Regions from separate parts of the Mus musculus genome. Here regions 1, 2, 4 and 5 are each linked to region 3. Evidence: chromatin contacts called from public HiChIP or PLAC-seq data. All regions are on one chromosome and are shown on one strand. The core of a region is the stretch at or near the end of the contact, and the rest is flanking DNA. Distances in the headings are between cores, read along the strand shown. Region 1 overlaps Ssh2 (slingshot protein phosphatase 2). Region 2 holds the start of Coro6 (coronin 6). Region 3 overlaps Ssh2 (slingshot protein phosphatase 2). Region 4 overlaps Ssh2 (slingshot protein phosphatase 2). Region 5 holds the start of Slc6a4 (solute carrier family 6 (neurotransmitter transporter, serotonin), member 4).

What was found. HiChIP or PLAC-seq counts read pairs in DNA pulled down with a chosen protein or histone mark.
Region 1: a contact with region 3 is called in an H3K4me3 HiChIP or PLAC-seq map of bone marrow-derived macrophages, with 4 times the contacts expected there. The contact joins two enhancer-like sites. A contact is called at or near these places in 1 of 484 Hi-C or Micro-C datasets (bone marrow-derived macrophages), 5 of 115 datasets of contacts at active chromatin or transcription factors (the 230-238 cell line, the HPC-7 cell line, bone marrow-derived macrophages and 1 more) and 1 of 9 other capture datasets (embryonic stem cells).
Region 2: a contact with region 3 is called in an H3K4me3 HiChIP or PLAC-seq map of the 230-238 cell line, with 15 read pairs. The contact joins the promoter of Coro6 here to the enhancer-like site in region 3. A contact is called at or near these places in 1 of 484 Hi-C or Micro-C datasets (bone marrow-derived macrophages), 4 of 115 datasets of contacts at active chromatin or transcription factors (the 230-238 cell line, bone marrow-derived macrophages, embryonic forebrain and 1 more) and 3 of 9 other capture datasets (adipose tissue, embryonic stem cells and liver).
Region 4: a contact with region 3 is called in an H3K27ac HiChIP or PLAC-seq map of the HPC-7 cell line, with 5 times the contacts expected there. The contact joins two enhancer-like sites. A contact is called at or near these places in 1 of 15 datasets of contacts at CTCF or cohesin (the NIH/3T3 cell line), 1 of 484 Hi-C or Micro-C datasets (nephron progenitors) and 3 of 115 datasets of contacts at active chromatin or transcription factors (the 230-238 cell line, the HPC-7 cell line and bone marrow-derived macrophages).
Region 5: a contact with region 3 is called in an H3K4me3 HiChIP or PLAC-seq map of bone marrow-derived macrophages, with 2.5 times the contacts expected there. The contact joins the promoter of Slc6a4 here to the enhancer-like site in region 3. A contact is called at or near these places in 1 of 39 promoter capture datasets (neutrophils), 1 of 115 datasets of contacts at active chromatin or transcription factors (bone marrow-derived macrophages) and 1 of 9 other capture datasets (pancreatic islet).

What each region holds. Positions count from the first base shown.
Region 1 is chr11:77,441,477-77,444,176 of GRCm38.p6, forward strand. It overlaps Ssh2 (slingshot protein phosphatase 2), which reads left to right. Exons shown (of 15, transcript NM_177710.4): 13 at 382-582. Among named protein-coding and RNA genes, the nearest start is that of Coro6, 21 kb to the right of the region's middle. Within about 2 kb of position 1,290, at least 132 of the 459 cell types and tissues checked have an H3K27ac peak or open chromatin away from gene starts, as enhancers often do. A contact at or near this core is called in bone marrow-derived macrophages, where this site is marked.
Region 2 is chr11:77,462,524-77,465,373 of GRCm38.p6, forward strand. Coro6 (coronin 6) reads left to right here and starts at 1,388. Exons shown (of 10, transcript NM_139128.2): 1 at 1,388-1,587. The coding sequence starts at 1,390.
Region 3 is chr11:77,238,539-77,241,238 of GRCm38.p6, forward strand. All of the region lies in intron 1 of Ssh2 (slingshot protein phosphatase 2), which reads left to right. Among named protein-coding and RNA genes, the nearest start is that of Gm24989, 5.1 kb to the right of the region's middle. Within about 2 kb of position 1,328, at least 71 of the 459 cell types and tissues checked have an H3K27ac peak or open chromatin away from gene starts, as enhancers often do. A contact at or near this core is called in the 230-238 cell line, the HPC-7 cell line, bone marrow-derived macrophages and 1 more, where this site is marked.
Region 4 is chr11:77,371,102-77,373,882 of GRCm38.p6, forward strand. All of the region lies in intron 2 of Ssh2 (slingshot protein phosphatase 2), which reads left to right. Among named protein-coding and RNA genes, the nearest start is that of Coro6, 91 kb to the right of the region's middle. Within about 2 kb of position 1,315, at least 135 of the 459 cell types and tissues checked have an H3K27ac peak or open chromatin away from gene starts, as enhancers often do. A contact at or near this core is called in the 230-238 cell line, the HPC-7 cell line and bone marrow-derived macrophages, where this site is marked.
Region 5 is chr11:76,997,314-77,000,092 of GRCm38.p6, forward strand. Slc6a4 (solute carrier family 6 (neurotransmitter transporter, serotonin), member 4) reads left to right here and starts at 1,284. Exons shown (of 14, transcript NM_010484.2): 1 at 1,284-1,362. RefSeq lists promoters at 1-1,334, 756-1,334, 990-1,334 and cis regulatory regions at 1-278, 756-1,206, 756-989, 1,183-1,190.

The DNA.
Region 1 (2,700 bases), core at 40-2,539, 200 kb after region 3:
ATTAAAAGTGAAAAAAAGAGAGTTCAGCAGTGGTGGCGCCACACCTTTAATCCTAGCACTGGGGAGGAAGAGGCAGGTGAATGTATGGGTTCAAGGCCAGACTGGTCTACAGGGTTTGTTCATTCCGGGACAGCCAGGGCTACTAAGATTAATCTTGTCTCAAAAAACAGACAGACAAATATTATTTAAGAGTACAGTTAAAGCTGCCTACTTAATCCTCATATTTGATCATAGAGGCACATGGATGTACCAAGATGAGAACATTGCATAGCAAAAAAAAAAAAAAAAAAAAAAAAGGAATGGGAGGGCAATACAGGAACCTGAACCCCAGCTCTTACACTGTACTATCAGCGTCCTTTTTCACTTCACTTTCCCAACTAGGAAACATGGATCTAAATGTCTTGTGCACTGCAAAATGGGGGTGAGTCGCTCAGCCTCCACTGTGATTGCCTATGCAATGAAGGAGTATGGATGGAATCTGGATCGAGCCTATGACTATGTGAAGGAAAGACGAACGGTGACCAAGCCTAACCCCAGCTTCATGAGACAACTGGAAGAATACCAAGGGATCTTGCTGGCCAGGTGGGTTGTGAGTGGCTTTCTTTGCCTCTCATTCCATTACCTTTCAGAGTTAAAAAATCTCCTTCAGCTACTCTTGCATCATATGGTAAATGACTTGAGAATCAACTTCTTGAGCTGTCACAGGCTGAAATCCTCTGGCTTGATAGACTTGGTTTGCTTCCCTGTGAACAGTTCTAGGCTGTGTTTTTAGAGCAATAGCACAGCTGTCTAAAAGCAGTTGCAGCTGGTGCCAGGGTTTGACTCCAGCAAGTCTCATGACTTGATCTTGACTCTCAAATCTGGGCTATGTTTCCACAGAACAAAATGTTAAATAGCCTTCCAGCCTATCCACGCAGAGGGGCCACCCTCCAGCCCCAAAGAATTGTGAAAATGTGACCACAGCATAGCATTATGGTTTCCACTAACAGCCCTCCCTCCCATTTACTCAGCATTTGGAATGATTTCATCTGAGCCTCTGTCTTGAGAAGCTGGGAAATACCCAATCCTCTGTTTCACAGAAGTTCCAGGTCTCTAGCACCAACTCTGATGATACTTTCACATTAAATCAGAGGATAGGGCACGGGGGTTCTTTTTGGCACAAGGAAAAGGTACCTAAGCATTTGAGGAGAACATAAATATTACATGTTCCCAGACACACACATAACGGATGTTAGGCAATGTCCTCATGTGACCTCCTGAGAGGAAGGACGCTACGTGTCCTGCCAACTTCAGTATTTATTCTGGAGCCCCAGGCTACTGCAAGCTGTTGGGTTGGTTTCCCTTCCCCAGTATACCTCCCCCAATATGTGGTTTTTCTTAGATGTTAAAGGAATCTCAGGAAAAAAATTTAAATGAGGATATGAAGGGCAGCATAAACCAGAATATCACACTTCCTCTTTCCTTTTCCTTTCCTTTTCTGTTCCATCCCGACTTCCTGAGCCTGATTCATAAAGGGAGGGCAAACTCCAGACAGGAAAAAACACAGAATTTGCATCATTAGATCTGGTTTCTGTTCCTAGTTCACCCGTATGCTGCAACCTTCAGAAGTTACTTGGTGTTTCTAGTCCCCACTTGACCCCCATCTGTAAAATTAAAACATCAATATGAAGTTTAGAGTTAGAGAAGGCAATATGCAGTGCCTTTAACTCCAGCACTTGGATACATGCAGTTCTCTGTAGGTTCAAGGCCAGCCTGGTATACATATCAAACTCTAGGACAGAAAGGACCACATAGAGAGACCCTGTCTGTAGATCTCTGTTTACTGTTTTGTTTTTGGTTTCTTGGGTTTTTTTTTTTTTTCATAAAATAACACATTTTGGTTTTTTTAAAGACAGGCTATCACATACCCTAAGCTAGCCTTGAACCTACTATGTAGTCAAAGCACCTAAGCCTCCTGCCTCATCTCCCAAGTGTTTAAGTCATTCTTTATATATATATACCACTATGTGTTAAAGGTTGTTTCTCATCATTTCTTCTCTCCATGATTACCAAAAAAGCATACATTCATATATGTTCTTTTTTTCCTTCTCCACTGACATTAACCTGCCTCCAACCATCACAGTCATACCAACTCCCCAGAAAAATGGCATGAAAAGTATCTCTGGAATCTCTTGTGTTGTGATGTCCAGGTTAGGGATATCATTTAGGCCACTTTTGACCGCCAGGACTGCTCATAAAGAATGTTCTAGAACCAAATCCAACTAAGCCTCACTGTCCCTCCATTTCACTGGTGTCACCTGTGTGGAGTGGTCTACAGAGGAAGGGGGAACTCTCTGAAAGGCAGTTAGACAGAGACAACTTCCAAAGTTTGGTTGTTCCTTAATAGTATTTTTTTCTGGATCTTGTTTTCACATCATAGGAAACACATGGTGGCTCTCAGAGAGTAAGAGTTGTGATCCCAGCATCCTCTAACTGTAGTTACACAGAGCAGCGCTGGGTACTTGGCTGGTTGTGCCAGCTGTTGTCTGTTGGAGGGAGCTTCTTGGTGCAGTGACCTCTGAGTAACCTATTTCTATAGTAACATCTCAGTTGATTACAGTCTTAGTGAGAGCATGAGGGCCACAGCAATATGTCAGAAATGCAAAGAACTTCTTACATCTCTCAAAATATCATTGGTAGCTTAGAAAAGGCTGGTTTACT
Region 2 (2,850 bases), core at 138-2,637, 220 kb after region 3:
TGGACAGGGCGTAGCCGCTCTGGCCTGGCCCTGCCCCCGTCCGGCCCCGCCCCCTCAGGTTGATGGCAGCAGCAGCTGGGACTGCAGCGGAGCCCGCAGCCGAGAGCCGCAGGCAGCGGCCGGAACACCCTGGCCCGGACGCACGGACGCCGCCTCCTCGGCCCTTCGCATACCCCGGCCCGCTCCGCAGAGGAGTCGCAGCGTGAGCACCCCCGCCCGGCTTAGGACCAGGTACCCCCCTCCCTGCCTCCGCCACCGCAGCCAACGGCGCGGGCGGGGTCTCTGGAGGGGGCAGAGGTCTGCGCCCCCCCCCCCCCCCGCCGCTAAATTCAGTTCGTCAGGGCGGACTTGGTGTCTATATTTGGCCGGACAGCGGCTGGCGAGGAGACACCTAGTCTCACAGGAACGCACTGCCGGGGCAGGAGGCTGGAGGAGGGGGCGAGTAGGCCGGCCTTCAGGCCTGGGGCTACAGAAGTGGTTTGAAGGGCACAAGGATGCCCGGGCAGGGGAGGGGCAGGAAGCAGTTGGCCTTTGGGAGAACCTGCTGTGTCCCCTTGGGAAAAGTAGCAAGCATTGCTAAGCTCCTAGCTCCAGAAGCCGAAGTCGTAGAACCAGAAAGAGGACCTCACCTCCTCCCTGGTTGCACATCTGGTCCTTGCAGGTGGGGTCGAGGGCCCCCACCCTCAAGAGAACGGACTAGCCAGCCCAGGCATCGCACCCAAGAGGCTGGACCAAAGTATGATATTTGTGTCAGATGACCATAGCCAGGACTCCCCCACCCCACCCCATCCGGAGAAATCAGTGCATGGGGAAATAGACAGAAGGAAGATCGCCCTACTCCCACATACCCCACACCACCGGAGGAATCTTTTAAAAAGAGTAGGAAGCAGGGCTAACAAAAGGACCTCTTCTCTTGGCCAAGCTGTAGAAAAAGACACACCGGCTTGAACTCAGCGATGTGAATATGGGATCTTGAGGGCTGCAGTCCTACCTAGCCTTGAGCTACGGTCCACTGACTAAAAGAGAAGGTGTTGGGTGGGGAGCCTTTCAGAGAGACAAACACTTGCAAAGAGGTCTCATACATGACTAGCAGCATGAGGGGACCCCCTGATATTCCTCCTCAAAACATTAGGTCTTGGAGGAAGTTTCAGCCCTGTGTCAGCCTCTGCTATCCCGGCTAGCCTGTGTGTCTAAGAAGCGGTGAGATTCCCCATCCTTGTCCCTCATATTAAACAACATGAGACAGATGTCAAAAACCAGCCTCCAACTTTGGTCACTTTGAAGATCCTGGCCAGATAATCCTACTCACTCACTCCTCCCTTCCACAGCTCGCAGGATTAAGGACCAACGTGCCTCTAGACTCTGATACTCCCTATCTTTGCCCCAGCCATGAGCCGGCGTGTTGTTCGGCAGAGCAAGTTCCGCCACGTGTTTGGTCAGGCAGCAAAGGCTGACCAGGCCTATGAGGACATCCGGGTATCCAAGGTCACATGGGACAGCGCCTTCTGTGCCGTCAACCCCAAATTTCTAGCCATTATTGTGGAGGCTGGAGGTGGAGGTGCCTTCATTGTCCTGCCTCTGGCCAAGGTGAGGGGTGAGGGGAAGAAAGCAATTGGGAGGGCACTGGCTAGGGTCTCTGGGATATATCCCACACTAGCCTTTTCTCACTGAAGTCCAGGCCTCCAGAAGGGCAGTCTGTGTGGACTGGGTACTCTGTCTTTGCCAAACCCACAAAGAATGGTGGAGAACAGCAACATCAGCGTGACCTGTGCGCCCGATCTCTAGGCCACAGAGCACTGTGTTCCTAGCAGAAACCAAGATGGGTGTTAGTGATGGAGATGGTTGGGATACAGCAGACCAAGGTCCAGTCAGACTCTAACCTTATCTTTACCTAGTGTCAGAGAAAGGCAGAGTCAGAGAGATGGAGAGAGACACACAGACACACACAGAAACAGAGAGAGACAGAGATACAGAGAGAGAGAGAGAGAGAGAGAGAGAGAGAGAGAGAGAGAGAGAGAGAGAGAGAGGTGTTCAGACTCTGATCCTGGGAGTGGGATGAAACTAAAAAGAGAAGTTACAATAGTCAGAGCCTTCCCTCCCCTGCACATGAGGGAAAGGGCCAGGCACTGACTGCCACCTTTGCAGACACGTAGCCATCTGTACCCCAGGAGAGATACCCCAAAGCATAACCTTGACCTAGATACTGAGCCCTATACCTTGCTAAAGAAGACCTCACAAGTGGTGGGGTCAGGACAGGCCTGACAATAGCCTATGACTCACGCTGGACAATGCAGACACCATCCAGAGACAGCATCCCAAGGGCTCACATTTCAGCCCGAGCCACCTCCTCCCCCAGTGTGACTGCCATGTCAATGGCATTTAGTCACCCTCTCTCCCAGACTATGTGCTTTGGGCCAATGCCAACCCCTGCAGAGTCTTCAGAGCTCCCACAACTTACTCATGAAGACAAAAAGAAAGACGAGTGCCAGCCCCTGGTAAGGGACACTCAGCACCAAGACTGCGTGCTGCCTATGACTCCAAGGTGAAACCAAGGGAGAGGTCTGCCCCAGGGGCTAAGCCACTGCCGTCAGAGTCACTCACTCAGACCTCTCTCTCCAGGGGCTTGCCAAAGGTCCTCCAACTTGGGGGACAGGTTCAAGCACATCCTCCTCACAGGGCATGTGGGTTCACGCCCATGAGCCCAGCACTGGGAAGACCGAGGCAAGATCAGCCTAGGCTAATCAACATAATGAGACCTTAACTTGAGTCTGGGTTCCGTGTCCTGCTGTGGGTACTTTGTTAGGTCAGCCTGTCTCTCTGAATCAGACTTCCTAATACAAAGGCATTCAC
Region 3 (2,700 bases), core at 78-2,577:
CTGTAGAATCCTATCTTGTAGACTCAAGTGTACATTAGTATATTAAAGGTCTGATTCCCAGCACCTACATGGCAACTCATAACTATCCATAACTCCAGCTCCATGGGATCCAGTGCCACTTTCAACCTGAGTGGGCACTAGGCATGTATGCACAGATTTATATGCAAACAATTAACCAGACCCCTCCGAGCTCCCAGTGACTAAACCACCAAACAAGAGGATACATGGGCCAGTCCGTGGCTCCCACTTCATATGTAGCAGAGGACTGCCTCATCTGGCACCAGTGGGAGAGGAGGCATTTGGTCCTGTGGAGGCTTGATGTCCCAGAGAAGGGGGATCCTATGGGGGTGAGGTAAGAGTGAGTGGGTGGATGGGGGAGCACCCTCTTAGAGGCAAAGGGGAGGAGTATGAGGTGGAGGGGAGACTGGGAAGGGAGATAGCATTTGAAATGTAAACAAATAAAATGATTAATAAAAAGAAAAAAATTGGGGTCTGGAGATATGGCTCTTGCAGTGCTTTTAGAGGACTGAGGTTCTATTAGAACCCACATCAGGCAGCTCACACTTCCTGTAGCTTTCATTCCGGGGAATCTGAAGCCCTCTTGCCTTGGGGCACCTACCTTTATGTGGGATAGATAAACTCTGGCAGACGTACACATACACACAAATAATAAATAAATTTTTAAAAGATCTGAAAAGCTTTATAGTAATTAACTTGCTTAACTTTAATACCAAACCTATTTAATCATGAGTGCTTGTTGTGGGGAAGGGAACTCTGTCTTTCTGTGTGGCCCAGGCTGACCTCAGTCTCCAGATCCTTCTGCCTTGTTCTCGAGTACAGTGTGTGCTCCATATGGGCAAGAATATTTTCTTACTCCATTTCTGATACTCTAACAAAAGATCTCAGACTAGGTCATGTATATATAACAGACATTTATTTCTTACAGTTTTTGACTCTGAGAAGTCTACACAAGGTCCCAATAGATTTGGGTTATTGCCACACAGTAGAAGTGACAAAGACTGTGTTTTTGTCACTTTGTCATAGTGGAGGGACAAAAGGGATAAAGAATATATAAGTACCTTTTTTATATAAGCCATTCTATTTGTGAAGGTTTTATCTTTATAACTTAATAACTTCCTGATGTTTTACATCTTAATACCGTACCATTCAGTGGTGAATAAGTTTCAGCATATTAATTTTGGGATATCCATTAGAGTATATGACCCCCCACTTTTTGTGTGAATTCTGCTGTCATTCCAGATGAGTGTGGCACCACAGACTTTAAACAAAAGAGGAAGGAAGTGGTCACTGTTAACTCAGATCTCCTGGGGAGGTCAGGGGAAGCAAGGGTAGAAGGCAAGTGACATAGGAGTTAGGACACTGTCTGCTTGTGTGCTGATACTGTGACATAGGTGGTCACAGTCACAGAATTAGAAGTTAGTGCTGAAGAAAGAGCTAGGAAAGAGCCCCTTTTTTTCTCAAAAGAAAAGAGATGAAAGAAATTAGAGGAGAGTTTAGGAGAGAGAAAATTTCTGGCTTATTTAGAAGTATCTTCAGAATATTTTTCTATTTTTCTGCTGAGGGGAAGAGTTCATTAGGAAAGAAGAGGTGAGGATGCAGTAAGGAATAAAGGGTGTAGACATACATTTTTTGCAACCTACTTTTTTTTTTTTTTTTTTTTTTTTTTTTTTTGGTTTTTTGGTTTTTTGAGACAGGGTTTCTCTGTGTAGCCCTGGCTGTCCTGGAACTCACTCTGTAGACCAGGCTGGCCTCAAACTCAGAAATCCTCCTGCCTCTGCCTCTGCCTCCCAAGGGCTGGGATTAAAGGCATGTGCCACCACCACGCCCGGCACAACCTACTTTTAATAGGGTTCAACCTCTCCTTTAGCCCACCACCCAGCAGACATAGTAGAAGAGAAAAGTTATTAGGATGGGGGGGGAGTGGACCTGTTCAGCAGTAGTTCTTTGGGGTTGGGGGCCGAGCTCAGTCTTCTTTGGCAGTTCAGTCCCTTAGCAAACACCAAATACAACTCAGCAGCTATAGTCCAGTCTTTTCAGCAAACAGACACCAGGCATGAACCAGCAACTGTAGTTCAATCCTGAGGAAACTGCAAGGCTAGCCAACTGGCCTGAGGCAAAGCTGAGGAAGCAGCAAGCTGCCGCAGGAATCTCATGAGCAATTCTGTGGCAAGTTTCTCTCAATGGTATCCTTACCACAAGTTGAGCTCAACAACGCTATGTAAGGAGAACCAATACATGCGTGTCTTTAACGAAGAATAGGAAGGCAGAGCAAACTAAATCAATGTTCAGTGCTCATCTCCCACTGTCTGTGGGGTCATATTTATACTCCTTCATCAAGTGTCCTTTTACGTGTTTGCTATATCCAAACATCCTTTCACCTGAGTCTGCTTCAGGAAACATTTTTTCCTGTGTCTGCTTTAGTAAGACATCCTTTCTTTCACCTGTGTGCCCCAGCAAAACATCATGTGACAAAATTGACTTTCCAATGAAACTAAAAGTTTCCACTGCAAAAGGGTAATTCCAAAGACACAGTTTCAGGAGCCAGAGAGGAGCTCTAAAATGCCCATAGTTGTGGCTTCAGTGTTTGTGTCTGGGCCTCTTTTCCTGAATCATTCTTGTTACTGTCCATCCTTTCTTCCTCAAATAGATCGTTGCCTTTACAAATCTATTGTTTTGTAT
Region 4 (2,781 bases), core at 65-2,564, 130 kb after region 3:
TTCCTGCCTTCCTTTTAATGTGTTGTGTTAGACCTAAGGGCTCTATATAGTTGATTATCTTTGGTTTCCCTGATGTAGTTTTCTGCTCTACTTGATAGTTTCACTAGTAGGAAAGTGTGGTTTTGAACTATGTGGAAGTAACAGGGTGATAGGTTAGCTGTTTCATTTTAACCTAGCACATTTAGACAAACCTATATATGGCATTCCTTTGTCACAGAAGTGAAAAAGTGATGATCTGTAAGGCCTGTGGAAGGTTCCGGAATCTGAACAAGAGATTTCTAAGTCTTTTGTAGTCAGCTTGCCCAGAAGACAGATGTAGGGCAGTAACCCGTATAACACACCCAGCTTCTCAGAAAAGGAAGTTCAAGAAAGAGCACAACGGAGGACTTTGCAAGTCAGTTGAAAGTGTTTTGAGTTGAAGGAGATTTTAAAGTGTACCTCAGTCTTTGGCATCCCTCTTACTGTTTTCAAACCATGTTTTTTTAACTATATATGCATTACCCCAGGCACACTATGAAGCAATATGATAACCTTCCTATAGTATCTTTATGCAAAAGAAAACAGTATAGACCTAAAATATTCATCAAACTAAACAAATGAAATTGAACACACATAAAACACAAGGCAGTAGAGCAGATCAACAGTTGTATTATCTTCATTTTCTATCTGAGTTTTTCTGCATATAATAAGCTATATAAGTGAGAACAAGTAGGGAGGTGACAGGCAAATTTAAACAGTAAGTTCTGCCCCATCTATTCTCCCACAGGGGTGGGGTTGCTCTACCTAAGAGTTAAATGGTATTGTTGGCAAAGAGCCTCAGTCACTTAAATAAAAACACATGGCCAGGGGCTAGAGAGATGATTTAGCCAGTTAGGAGCACTGGCTGATCTTGTAGAAGTCCTGGGTTCAATTCTCAGCACCAATATGGCAGCTCACAGCCATCTGTAACTTTAGTTCCAGAGGATCTGACAGCTTCTTTTGCTTTGTGTCAAGCCTGAGGCACATATGCAGTACACATGCATGCATGCATGCATATAAAATAATTATAAACATAAAAATACAAATTTTAAAAGAAAAAGACAAGGGCAGCTTTAGTTCTTCCTTGTTTGACTAGTAGACATGCTGATGGAAGGCATCTTGGACAGAGATAGGCAATAAACACAGGCATTAACCTAAAAACTTTGCATTTTTCTGCCCTGAGGGTAGTAATTGTTGGTTTCTTCACAGCTCACTTTCCCTCGAGCCCCACCCCTCACTGCAGAGAAAAACTTGTTGACCACAGCTCCACTTTTCAAGTCTTGCACAAAGGCAGATGTCTCTAAAATGTCGCTTACGCAAACCATGTGTTTGTGTGCTTCACTGTTCCCACGGGGCCGGTTCCTTCAGAGCCCTGCTTAGTTTCCTTCCTTCCTTCCTCTCGCCTTCTCTTTTTCCTTCTTTAAAAACTGAAAACACATTAAAACTTTAATTTCCTTTATAAAAAGAGGGGGAAAAAAAACACAGCCTGCCTGACAACCATGTCTGTTCTTCCCAATTTTTAATACGCATAGGTTTATTTTTTTTAACCTAGTTTTTCTTAAGCAGAAGTTCAGATATTTCGTCATACAGCCACTTCCCTGTTTTTCCCTGGTTCTGGTGTTATCATTTGGTTTAGGGTTGTGAGTTAACAAAAGGACATTGTATCTTATCAGCACTCTTGTCAGTAAGGCCTTGCTTATTTTTAAAATATTTTTGTTGTTGTTTAATTATGTGTATGTGTATGTGTATGTGTGTGAGTATGTGAGTATGTGTGCATGTGTACAGGTACCCTCAGAGTCCAGAAGAAAGTAGACTATCCTGGAGCTAAAGTTACACGCAATTGTAAGTTGCCTGACATAGGTGATGAGAATTGAAATCATGTCCTCTGGAAGAGTAAGTGCTCTTAGTCACTGAGCTATCTCTGCATCCCACCAACAACTTTTAGTTTTAAAAATAAGATACTGGCTGTGTGGTGGTGGTGCATGCTTTTAATCCCAGCACTTGGGAGGCAGAGGCAGATGGATCTTTCAGTTTGAGGCCAGCCTGGTTTACAGAGTGAGTTCCAGAACAGCCAGGGCTACACAAAGAAACCCTAACTCAGAAAAAATATATATATTATGTATAGAATTGTTAAACTTCTTAACATTTAAAACTGCTATTAAATTACATTACCTTTTGAAGACACATTACTATGCCCATCCCAGGATAGCCATATTTTAAACAATAAAATAAGAATAAATTGTATCCATATATCTATAACTTAGGCAGTAGATGGTGGAGAAAGAAAGGGGATGCAGCAGCAAGGAAAGTGGATAAGGAGGTGGTGGGCACATACAATCAAAGCAAATAAATGGTATCTGTGCAAATGTGGCTGTGGAGTCCAATGTTTGGTACAATTGATTTTTTTTTTTTACATTTTTTTAAGTCTAAATTTTTATTCTTGGCTTTTCTTGTGATTAACTGTCCCATACCTGACTAGTCCTGTTTCGCCTGTAATTTGGCTGTCTGTCTAACTAGAGCTATCCATGCTTCTCACATTTGTTTTCTGTTTAATAATGAGTAAATTCGTGCCTGTGTTTTATATTATTCCTTACTTGTTTAAGGAGCATGAGAGTGGGGGGTGTACCACATCTTGTTTTTCTTCATGAGACAGGGTCTCACTATGTAGCCCTAGTTGACTTGATGTGTAGATCAGGTTGGGCTTGAACTCACAAAGATCTGCCTGCCTGTGCCTCCTAAACTCCAGTAGCACTATGCCCAGGT
Region 5 (2,779 bases), core at 34-2,533, 240 kb before region 3:
GTGTTCATTGAAAGGGAGGGGCCCAGTGAGGACCCTGGGACCCTGGGGTTCTCCGGGTCATGGAATGGCCAGGCCTGCCTAAGGTCAGCTCCCCCAGCCAGTCCGCTCCCCCACATCGCTAGGGCCGCTCCTTGCATTCCCGGCCCTGGAGCCTAGGTGGCACCAAAGCCTCGTACTGGTGATCCCTGCGGCCGGGAACCGCCCACACCTGCGGACAGTGAACCAACCAGCCCTTCCTGGTGCCAGCGCAGCCCAGCTGCGGCTTCTGATGTCTGGGCTCGAGCCCCTCTGGAACAAAGGGGCGCCGGGGCTTTCTCGCAGACACCGAACTCGCCATTACTACCTCTTTTCTAGCTCTCCCTCACTCGCTTGGCCGGATGAGAAGAGACAGGCTGGCCGGCCCGGGTCCTGACTTCTCTGCCTCAGACACAGTCCAAAATAAGTAACATATCTGCTCTTTAAAAAAAAAAAAAAAAAAGCTCCCGTAATTTTGGTGAAAAAAAGAATGTGATAACATTAAATTCATTTTTAAGCTGTGTGTGTGTGTGCGTGTGCGTGTGCGTGTGTGTGTGTGTGTGTGAACAAAACAATCTATATAGACTTGAAAACAGTGCTCCTGTCGAAATACTGAGCGGCTTGAAAGGCTGGTAGTTTGTCCAGTGCCCAACCCCACAGGCACAGGCGGGTCCGCGGACCAACACCGATGTTCTCTGCAAAATTTTCCTCCTGTGGCTAAGTAGCACTCTCAGATCCTCCCGGGGGTGCTTATTGTAGGCTGCTATCGGGATGGGGAGGTTCCCGACTAAGCTCGCATTCCACCTAGAGAACCCAGACAAAGTCAGGAGTCCTTGGAAAGACGGTCCGCAATCGGCTGTGGTCAAGAAAGAATGCTCTTAGGGAGTGACACGGAGCAGGACCTTAACGTAATTTAGGGCAGATTTGGTAAGGGCAGAAGTGAACCTCGTTTTGTACAGCATCCTCCAGCCACACTAGTCCAAAAGCAGAAGAGTCAGATCCTTCGCCCTGCCCTGCCCTGCCCGGCCCTGCGCCCTGGCTGCTGTATGTGCAGGAATGAGTGGGGGGCTCTGCCGCCCTCCCACCGGACAGGGAGCGTGGACCCCGCCCCTCCCCCCCCCCCCTCCAGCTGCGGTAGCAGAGAAACAAAGTTCTTCGGTCTCAAAGTGACGCAAAAATTCTTGCGGAGCTCTTTGGCGGCGGCTATCTAGAGATCAGACCATGTGAGGGGCCGCAAGTACAAATAGCGCGGCGGGCGGCGCCACTCCAGCGGCCGCGCCGGTGCCTCGAGGGCGCGAGGGTCGAGCCGCCTCCGCAGCCCGGGACCCGCCGCCGCGCCTCCCGCAGGTGGGTCGCTTTCCCTTTCTTCTTATTCTTTTTTTCTCTCTTTTTTTTCTTTTCTTTTTTGTCTCTAACCCACGCTTCTTTCTAGAAGCCCTCGGTCCCCGCGCTTGACTGCCTGGATTTCGGGTGCCTTTGTCTGCACCGCGCAGGGTCCTTTCGAGGGACCCGATGGAAACCCTGGAGACCCAGAGCTGGCCCAGCGCAGCCTCGCTTTTTGGCAAAAGTTGCTGTAGTTTCCAGCCGTGATTCCGTGCTTGGGCTTTACTTTTGAGACAAGGGCTGGTAGGTGGCTTTATGCAAAGACGCTGGCAGACACAAATGCCCAAATAACCAGAGAAACCTTTGAGAGACACTTAAGAGGGTCAAGCCTCTCTCTGTGCGCTCGAATGGTCTCACTGCGGAGCGCGAGCCGACTCAGACAGCTCACAGGCCATTCAGAATTTATGGAAGTACCAGTGGGCTGTGCTATACTAAAGTGTGTAACCAACAGTTGCTGGAGGCGGGGGTGTTTCTAAAAGGCTGGTTGGTGGCCCGAGATTTTTTTTTTTTCGCGTTTGTGTGTGTGTTGCATATTGAATTATTCTTTTTAGTTAAGAGTGCTCAAGAATTTGAAGGGTGTGTATGTATTTTTATGATCATTTTTTTTTGTCCAGAAAAAATGAACCAGGTCAATGGATTATTTATGGACCTGCTAGCTCTCATCGTAGTAAGGGGAGAAATCAAATATTTAATGTGTTTTCAGTTACATGGGAAACATGTCTGAGAAAACAACAACACTGGGGTTTGTTTAAAAGTAATAGAGAGCCAAGACAGCGTTGGAGGCTGTTGGATGGACATGGAGGGGGAAACAGCTCTGACTATGGCCCTTCACTTTTTCGTGGAGCTGTGGATAGCTTCCTTCTCCCACCCTGGTCCCCAGCGAGAGGTACTGCTCCAGAAAAGGCTGATGGGCGGGTTCTTCTGCAGTGCAGGCAATATCTTACTTGTTTTGGGCAGCTGTGAGGCTTGAATCCAGGGTCTTTTGTACCCGGAGCAGACATCGTACCACTAAGCTACATGAAAAGTAGGGACCTAGCCTGGCAGTTAATCTCTGAAATCTCCTGGGTTGGAGCCTTGTAGAGACTTTGCATGGTAAGAAGAGAGAAAGAAAGACTGACTCTGCCCTGTGTGCTAAGGCATACTTGTACTGTTCAGGCGTTCAAGGTTGTCTTCAGCTTCTTAGCTAAGTCAAGGCTAGCTTACACAAGACCCATTTCCAAAGCAAAACAAAGCCGACCACCCCCAAGCAGCTTGTTCATTTGGGTATGGAGCTTTCCTTACTAAGCCTGAACAAGAGCAAGCTGAAACTCCTCCTCAGTAAACCTGGGATTCATGACACTCGGTTGGCCACATTTCAGAGTGGGAATTCCCAGCCTGGGCA